Regions from separate parts of the Mus musculus genome. Here region 2 is linked to region 1. A link is a contact called in public ChIA-PET data. All regions are on one chromosome and are shown on one strand. Each heading gives the region's core, a stretch centred on a gene start, on an enhancer-like site or on the middle of the called end of the contact. The rest is flanking DNA. Distances are from core to core; before and after follow the strand shown.

Region 1 (4,650 bases), core at 1,387-3,886:
CCACATGGGCCAAGATTTTATCTTAGGGTCATAGAGGGAGAAACACAGTGCAGAGCACAAGTGTGTTCACCCCAATGGGTTTGTTAATCACTGTATGATGGGATCAAGTGGCACGGATATTTTCATGGTGATTATAACTATATAAAGTAAGTGTGAAAATCAAACACTGCCAACAGTAAGGGAAGCAACTAACTCCAACCAGAGGTAAAATTAAAATGGCCCCACAGGCAAGTTCAGGTTCCCCAATGTATCATCAAGACAAACATTTACAGTTTTGTAAATGTATTTAATTTATGATTGTTCCAACTAGTCTCCCTCTAGCTTCAAAACCAGTATCATTGCCCCCATTAATCAAGTGCTGTTTCTGATTCCCACCCACTGCACCACTCCCTGGGTTTATGGCCACCTCAGCACAGAGTCCATGCTGGCGGCTCTGTGGTCTCTCCACTGCAGGGAACATAGCTAACAGAAGGGCAGATGTCTTTGTCCTTCACCAGCAGACAAGGAACAACAGACTGGGGAGTAGACAAGTCATTGTCCTGAGTGAGGGAACAGGCAAGTTCTGTTCCTATCTTCACTCCCCTCTCCAGTGTCTCGGTGACATCCTCTAACTGTCACAGCTTAAGCCTTCCTTGAGAATATTAAGTCACCCTAATTAGAATAAAATTAGAATGATATAATAATCAACTTCTCCCTGGTAAATTTAAGAGAGACGAGAGAAACTGCCCCCTGGATAGTGCCACAGAAACAGGTAGCCCACTTGGGATCTTCAATCCTTTTCTAGGTCATGACAAATGCACATGCTTTCCAAATGGGTTATTTTGGGCTGCTCATGCCTCCTTGGCAAAAGAGTCCAGGTGTTAGAAGACTTTCTTATCCCAGTGGCAAACGGCCAACCGAACAGCATCGTGTGAGGATTTGTTTGGACTCACAGTTTCATAGCGTGGAAGGCAGTGTAGGATAGAGCCACAGGCATCATGATAGCCAGAAAGCAGAGGCAGGGAGTATGTCACTAGCTGACTTTCTCCTTTCCTTTCTTTTCCTTTCCTTTCTTCCCTTTCCCTTCCCTTCCCTTCCCTTTCCTTCCCTTCCCTTCCCTTCCCTTTCCCTTTCCCTTTCCCTTTCCCTTTCCCTTTCCCTTTCCCTTTTCCCTTTCCCCTTCCCTTTCTCTCTCTCTCTCTCTCTCTCTCTCTCTCTCTCTCTCTCTCTCTCTCTTTCTGTTACTCCAACTGGTCTAGAGGATATATTCAAGGGTCTGGCAGGGATATGTCTCCTTTCTTTCTGTCAGTCTGTCCAGGCTCCTGGCCTGGAGACGGTACATTCAAGGGTTGTCACTCTTGGTTACCGCTTACAGCCACACCCAGGTGTGTTTTGATAATCTTCCAGATGCTTCTCAAGTCCAATGTAGTAGGCAGTCAAGACTGATCCTTTATAGAAGTTCTCAGCCACTAAGATTTGGGGGCTACAGTCTCTAGATCCAATACTGTATCAGACAAAATAACAGGTGGCCAAGATGGGGCAGATACCTTAGCTAAGCATGCAGCTAAGGTGGGATTTTCCACCTGTGAGATATGTTCCTGATGATAATATACCATGTTTTATATTTTCCTCACCTTATACTATTAGTGTGATTTCCCACTTTAGAACCATCCCTGATTCACAAGAAGTTACAAAAATGAGGTAGGACAGAGAGATTCTCTCACCAACACCTCCACCCCTGAATGGACCTCAGGTATAGCACAAGTGCATCTCAAATCCAGGAAATTCTGCAACATTTATTCAGCAGAATTTTCTTTATAGTAGAGATTTCATTATTTAAAATATATTCTTTCATACATTTTTAAAAAAATTATCCAAGTCTGGTGTTATCCTTATACCAAATCTCCTTAAGGGAGGTTGTGATACAATTTCTGTTTAAGGACTGTGTCTGTGGCAATTTATACAGGTCTCTGGTTCTGCATGTGAGTACCCCATTTTCTTGCCTACCCAAGAGTCCTTTCTTAGTGATTGCATAGTCAGCAAAGATACCAGGTTTTTTTTTCTTAAAACAAAAACAAAAAACTCCAAAACAACAACAAAAACCAGGACCCATTTGCAAGAGGAATTAAGCTAATCTGTAGCCAACATTGAAGACTTTGAGTGTGAGAAACTGTACAGAAACACACATCAGAAACACACATATAATAAATATCGCATGCATCCTGGAACACAGATTGTGTAACACCAATATAAGGGTTTGGGTTTTGTTTTTTGTTGTTGTTGTTGTTGTTGTTTTGTGTGTGTGTGTGTGTGTGTGTGTGTTTAGGTCAAATCGTTTTTCAAGGCATCTGTGAATCAACTTTGCATTTCCACATGCTAAAGATTTCACTGATTCTTGCCAGGTACTGCGAACTTGGAGTAAAAAGTCTTACTGGGAAGGTTTGCTGCCAAGACAGAAACATTTGAGCCAATTAGAATAGAAAATATGAGTCTAAGGAGAAACTTCTAGATAACCCCATAGGGAGAAGGGAGGGACAGGCAGGCGGCGGGCAGGCAAGGCGGCAGGCGGGCGGTGGGGTCACACTGGGGTCTGCACCGTGCTTAGCAATAGAGTCAAGCAAGGCGGAAGTGCTTGTGGCTTCAGGGGCCCACATCATGCTGCAAGAGCAAAGTTAAAAGGAGTGAGGAGAGAACAGAAAACCAAGTGGGGTTCTTCTGCCCTTCTGCGAGTGGTCCGTGCTACTGCCTCGGTGTCACTCGCTAAAGCCCAGGACAGGGCAGGAAATATGACTTCCAGGGCTGTGGGAGGAAGAATGCCTCAGAAGGCAGAGAGGCTGCTGGGAAAGCCCGTGGCTGTTCCCTACTGGGGCTTCTGATGCAGACTCTGAAAGTGCACCATGGCAGTTATGATTTGATGCCTCCATGTGTGCAGGTCTGTTGGAAAGTGCTGTATGGCAGTAGGGGACAGACAGACAGACAGACAGACAGGCCCTTTCCTTCCTTCCCCCTCTCCCTCTTCGGTTCCTCACATGCATGGCAGTACAGTTTGAGCCCCACCACAGCATGCAGGTCCTATTTTAACTATTACAGCAGGGCCACACCCAACTCCCCTTCATGGTATGTGCTTGGACTGTTCCTTGCCAGAGAACGGCATTAACTAATGACTGGTGACCAACCCAGCTCACTGTATAAAAACCAAAGCCATCTTGGGTGTAGGGGGACAAACATGGGGCTTATATGTACAGGATGGCCACAGTACATTATAATTGCATTCATGCTGTGACCTAGGTGTCTATGGCAACACAGAACATAATACACACACATACAATCCTATGTATATTTCAGGTGATGCCCCCCCCCGCCCACTCTCTAGGCAAAGGCCAAGCCAGAGATTTCACAGTGTGAATAAAACAGAGCCCAGCTGTCTATCCTAAGTGAGCATCATTCCTCCAGAACTCCCCACCCCACCCCCACTCTGCAGCTTCTTATAGTTACGCGCAATCCAGGGAACTTGCAGATGATAGAGGCCATCTCTTGGGAATATCATGGACCTAAGGACAGTAACTTGTGAAGCTCAATCCTGGTCCTTTGCCCTCCCCAAGGAACCACCAACCTTTTCCATTAGTACCCAGAGCTACTGTTCAGAGCAGAAACATCCTGGAGAATTGTTTGGGAGCCAAGGGCCTGTGCCTACTATGTGGATGGCTCACATCCCTCCTGGTAGATAAGCTTGGTTTGATACCACCATGCCAGCCATTCCACATTAAAAATACTGTGCTTGCCATTTGAAAAACTGAAAATTCTGGAACACTTGTATCCACATTCCCCAGGACAACTACCAGTGAGAGCTAAGCAGCAGCTGTAGGCCCTGGGAAGAGGAAAAAGGACCTCAGATTATCTAAATCCTTACCACGCTCCGAGCACCCTGGGACTGCTGCAGTTGTTAAAGGACCCACCTGGCCCTGAAGGTAGAGATTACTGCTTAGTTATCTTCTGATGACTCACAGAAACTGGCGGAGTGGGGTCCTTCCTGCCCCCAGTTCTGCCAGTTATGTTATTACCCAAAAGGACCCACTTGGTGTGTCCGGTCAGTTCACCCTGTGCCATGGAGGCCAGTTCAGGAGCAGGTCTGCTCTGCAAACAGCTGATGCAATGCCTCCATACCCCACGGATCTTCAGTTTGGGTCCAAACCCTTTCCTATTGAGAGGTCTGCGCAGCCAAATCTCCAAGTTCAGATGTGTGCACTATGACTGGCCAAAAAGACCATAGAGAAGTCCAGCTGGAGGATTCATGGAGGGTTGGGGGCAGAGTGCTTCCTAAGGTTCTGCCCTTCTCCAGATTTGAGGTGGCTGCTTTGAGACCCAGGAACAACTACAGGGTCAGTTCAGTGAAGCCAACTTCTGGGAAGAAGGTCAGGCTTTGAGAGCAGATGGGCTATAGAGCTGGCCTGAGGTCACCATGGAGAATGACAGGTGTGCTGACAGTTTAGCCACACTTCCAAGAACCATGTACTGATCAATAACCCCACTAACAACTAGTTAAGACCAAATTCTCCAAAGCAAATGAGAGCCCCTCCCAAACCACTGTTTCCCTATCCTCACCCCCACCACATCTCAAATGTCTCCTGTGGGTCTGTCCCTCGCCTTCATCAGGTTCCTGTGTTCGTGTCC
Region 2 (4,650 bases), core at 1,393-3,892, 99 kb after region 1:
CCTACACAGCCAGCCCCAGCCTCTGTGTGTTTGATGTCATATTTGAGTGAGGGCAAGGACAGAAAGGGTCATATTCACCATGCTTGGCCATGACAAGGAAGAAGTAGCCCTCTGCAAAGAGCACCAAACCCACTTAGTCTTCCTGTCCCTCATCCTCCTGTCTTGTCCACTAGGTACTCGCTGCATTCTGTGATGGAGGAAACAGTTGGCACCATATATGGTGGTTTCTGATGTCAAATAGAAAACAGGGGGTCTGAGACCTCTGGGTTATATGAAGCTTGTGGGGACCAGGAGTGACTGTGTCAGAAGCAGGTAGGTTCTGACATTCAGTGTCCTTCTCATGCTGAATGGCCCCATTGCAGATCTGGGGGGGGGGGGTGGATGGAGTTAGAGAGAGAGGGAAGGAGGGAGGGAGGAACAGGGGGGAAAGAGGAAAGAGGGAGGGGGAGAAGGAGAGATCTCAAGCGCACAAGCCCCCCTCTCACAAAGCCTGTGGTGATGCCTTTTATGCCTGAGCCATCTGTCATCACAATATTCACAAGAGCTCCCCGAGTCTCATGCACTGACATTTCTGTGGGGGTCACGCAGAGTGGTTCAGATGCCCTGGCAGAAAGACAATGCACAGCAAGGTGAAGAGAAGTGAGAAAATCCTGCTGCATAAACACCATGGATGAATGGCTCAGAGAGAGAGAGAGATGTGCTCAGATCCACTACCTGGAAATCCTTCTGAGCTGCCCAGACATTACGTAGTGACAGTAAGGTGCAAATGCTGGATTAGTGACATCAGAGAGATGAGAAGGGAGCTCCTGCTGTCTTCACAAAGAAGGCATTTAACCGTGTTTTGAAATTCCTATCAACTATTCAGTGTGAACTGAAAAGTTTACCATTTACTAATATAGCCAAGGTTAGATTTCTGAGAGTCTCTGTTCCAGGTCAAGAAACAAAATGTAGGTGAGGGGGGGAAATGGGAGTTTTGAACAAGTACAGTCATGAAAACAGCCAGAGGGAATCTCCCCTTTTGTTCCTTCCAGAATTCAGCTAACCACACTGGCACCTTAAACTTCTGCCGCAAAGGGCAAGGACACACCATCTCCCATTAGTGTGGGGGTTTTTTGTGGAGTTCATTTTTAAGTCACTCTTGCCAAACCACATCAGTCAAGGTATATTTTTCTTACTTTTGCCAGAGAGGGAGTTTCTTGGACACCTTTTCTACCATGGTCCATTACAGGGCATAAGAGCGTACTGATGCCCTTCTCTACACAGCCATCGAGGAAACTAGGGACAGTGAGCCAGGGCTGAGTCAAGGTGAGGCTCAGAGCTGTCACTCTGAAAAGGTCCAGGTGACTAAGGTAATACAAAGATGTCTTGGCTTCTGAATGCAGGTGAGGTTGCCAGGGACCTTTCTCCAGACCTATCTATGCAGCATGGCTGTTCAGATGTAACTGCACACGTGAACATGTGAATATGCATACACACGCGCACACATACACACACAGAGAGAGAATCAGAGAATCAGAGAATGAAGTGTGAGACTGATACTATTGTAACAGAGAAACATCCCCTAATCCCAGTGACAACTCATGTCACACACTCAGGAAAAATAAGGAAGACATCCTTTAATAACAAAGCATATGTCCAGTTTTGTCTAGTGCTCCAAAAGAAACAAGCCTCCATAAAAATTGCTCTAGGTCTAGGGTTATAACATTGTAGTCATGCCCTTTGGTATGGGGTAGGGCCTAACGGTCAGCTGTGGGACAGGGGTGTTTCTTTGCAGTATGGGAATTGGTCTACTTGGTGGCAATGAAGAGCCAAACATGAGCTGAAACATTTCCCCAGCAATCTAAACTTTATGTTAAAGGTACACATCTTCCATAGTTTTTAAACAAGTCTGGTCAGTATGTTACTGATCCTTGGGTACTCCTTTAGCAACATTTCATTTTGGGTGCCTTACTATTTCCTAACCAAGGTTAGCCGACCATTTATTTATAGCATTAGCTTGGCCTGTTGTTTCCACTTCCTCCTAGATCCCTGCAAGGAAACAAATGGGGAATAAAAGAAAGATGATGGGAGGGGCCAGTGGGAGGGGACTGCAGCTGAGTATGGGGTAGCATCTGTGTGGCTGGGGAGAGGGAGGAACCAACTTCCTAAGGATCCATCACTGCCTTCTCTCCTGCCTGTTGGTGAAAGCCTGGGGTACCTCGGGAGGCGTAGCAGGTCTTCACCGGTCAGACACCTTAGAAGCCATTCCTAGATGTCACATAAGCCTGATGAACCCCTTAACCTTGGGCTCCCCTGGAATGCCAAGTCCAAATAAGACCTCCTCCCTTCCACCCCAGCATTCTGATTGCACAGCACCCTACAAGAAGATCCCGGGAGCTGGGAAGGGCATCGGTTTGCATGACCAGGGGAGCTCTAGCAGGCAACAGTAGCTGTGCCCCTGCCGGCTCCCTGGGGGCCAGGTGGGTTTTCCTCTTCTCCTTCCTCCTGGTGTGATCCAGGCCCAGTAAGTCTCCCTTTCATTGTGTCCTGACAAATAGATGGTGTGTGTTTTCTTTTCGCATTCTTTTTAATGGCCTGGACTATCCTCCAGTGCCCCAGCTGTGCATGTCAAACAAAATGTATTGGGGTCAGGCGGATTCTCACACCACACTGAACTGCACACCGTGCAAACAAAAAGCACTCATTTCACTACATTGTACATGCTCGAGAACGCTATACTAAGGGACTGGTGTAATTACTGCACTAGCCACTGGACTGGGCACAGGCTACAGCAATCTCTCTCTCTCTCTCTCTCTCTCTCTCTGTCTCTCTCTCTCTCAATTTTCAAATATAGTTATACAAAGTGTCCCTGTATCTAAACGTCCTATGCAAATACAAACATCTTACAAAGCGCACACAGATAAAATCAGCCCAGGTTGATGTACCCTGAGCAGGGAGCTCTGTGCCGTGTGACCTTTAGAGACAAGACAGAGCACATGTAGAGAAATGGAGATTTTTTTTTTATGTTATAAACAAAGGTGCAACCCCACAGAGAGTGTGTGTGAACTCTCTTCAAAGAAGGGCACACTTTAAACCTGGAGGAAAATAAGAAGGCAAGCTTCCTGTTTCAGGAAGAGGAAGAGGAAGCTTTCAAACGTGTAACAAGGCAGGTGGCCTCAGGAAACTGAGAAAAGGGTGCGTGGAAATATACTCTGATTGCCGCTGTGGCATTTTAAAGAAACAACATTTGTGTTTTGTTCCATAACTAAGTGAAAATCAGCCGAAGCTTTGGGGAAAGTCCGCTTGTTTGAAGCAAGGCCACCGCGGCTTGCTGCCTCTGGCTTTTGCTCTGCAGGCAACCAGCTCATTCTGCAGCCTGCTGGAGCAAAGACCCACACAGCTGAGGACAGATGTGGCTACAATGCCTCGGGAAACCGCCACAGGCTCACACACCTGCAGGTGACATCACCGCTCTATCTTACCCCAGAAATCTATTAGCATGCAGAAACAGGTGTCAGCAAACCCAACCCCACTCTTAGAAAGCATTCGGCCTCCCCAGCCAGAGAGTGGAAACTGTAAACCTGAGGCTGAACTCGCACTTGCCTGCAGAACGGAGCACCACCCCCACCCCTTACCCCCAATCCACAACTCAAACTTCCTAGGACAGCTGCTTCCCCATGTACAAAAGACTCCAGATGCAGCCACAACAACAGCAGGGAGAACTCCTTCCTCTGGATATTGTTTTTTCCTCTGAGAAATGTTGTCTCTGGTTTCATTTTGTTTTATTCTTGTTTCCCTGCGCTGTAGCCCAGGCTGGCCTCTAATTCGAGGTCTTTCCCTATGATTTCCCAGAAGTGGGTCACTACATCTGGTTAGAATCTTGTCTTTTCTCTAGCAAAAAATAGTTAATGCCTGTTAGTCCTTCCCAACCTCTAGCTCTCGAAGCAGCCTTTTCCCTTGAATCCAGGCCCAAGTATAAGGGAGGGCTTCCGCACATTTAGATCATTAAATATCCATGTGTGTCTGAGATGTTTGAAATAGTCCAGCAGACAAAGGGGTGACTAGTGAAGACTTAACCCTGGTAAGAGTCTGAGAACTGCAGGAACCGGGGAAGAAAGTGGAACTCGGCTGTCACTTTCTTTCGTGTTTGAGATTGTCTTTAACAAAAATATTTTTTAAATGTGTAGTAATATTTCCAGTTATTCGGCCTCACCCCTCCTCCCTTCCTCCTTTGTAACAGAGCCCTCTTTTTTGTTTTTTTAATCCGCTCTGCTCTGCTCTGTTCTGTGGATCTGCTGTGCTTCACTAATCCAGCCATAGGCATCCAAGTCCTCACCGGTGACAGCCCTAGAAATGACCACATGGCTTTCTCTGATGATCTGAAATGAGAGCAAGTCTCCTGAAGGGTTTCTGGAAAAGGTTTCCATCTACTAAAAAGAAAGAAACGTAGAGGAAGGCATGGGTCCTCCTCAGCTGCTAAATCCCATTACATATGCATGTGACAGCAAGGACCCCAGCGGCCATGTTGTGACCACAAAGGAGTCAGTCAAGACAAAACTGACAGCTCGGGGGCTGCAGAGAAGAAAGATCAAAGCTACCCTGGTCCTTGAGGATGTCATTGAGCCACAAAATAACCACGCCGAAACTGCTCCACTTCAGGGATCATTAAGT

What was found. ChIA-PET counts read pairs in DNA pulled down with a chosen protein or histone mark.
Region 2: a contact with region 1 is called in an RNA polymerase II ChIA-PET map of memory CD8 T cells, with 151 read pairs. The contact joins two enhancer-like sites. A contact is called at or near these places in 5 of 484 Hi-C or Micro-C datasets (CD8 T cells, bone marrow-derived macrophages, morula and 1 more), 1 of 115 datasets of contacts at active chromatin or transcription factors (memory CD8 T cells) and 2 of 9 other capture datasets (adipose tissue and pancreatic islet).

The regions. Positions count from the first base shown.
Region 1 is chr2:128,025,952-128,030,601 of GRCm38.p6, reverse strand. The region is part of intron 12 of Acoxl (acyl-Coenzyme A oxidase-like); the gene reads right to left. Among named protein-coding and RNA genes, the nearest start is that of Bcl2l11, 98 kb to the left of the region's middle. Within about 2 kb of position 2,636, at least 14 of the 459 cell types and tissues checked have an H3K27ac peak or open chromatin away from gene starts, as enhancers often do. A contact at or near this core is called in CD8 T cells and memory CD8 T cells, where this site is marked.
Region 2 is chr2:127,926,488-127,931,137 of GRCm38.p6, reverse strand. The region is part of intron 9 of Acoxl (acyl-Coenzyme A oxidase-like); the gene reads right to left. Among named protein-coding and RNA genes, the nearest start is that of Acoxl, 74 kb to the right of the region's middle. Within about 2 kb of position 2,642, at least 53 of the 459 cell types and tissues checked have an H3K27ac peak or open chromatin away from gene starts, as enhancers often do. A contact at or near this core is called in CD8 T cells and memory CD8 T cells, where this site is marked.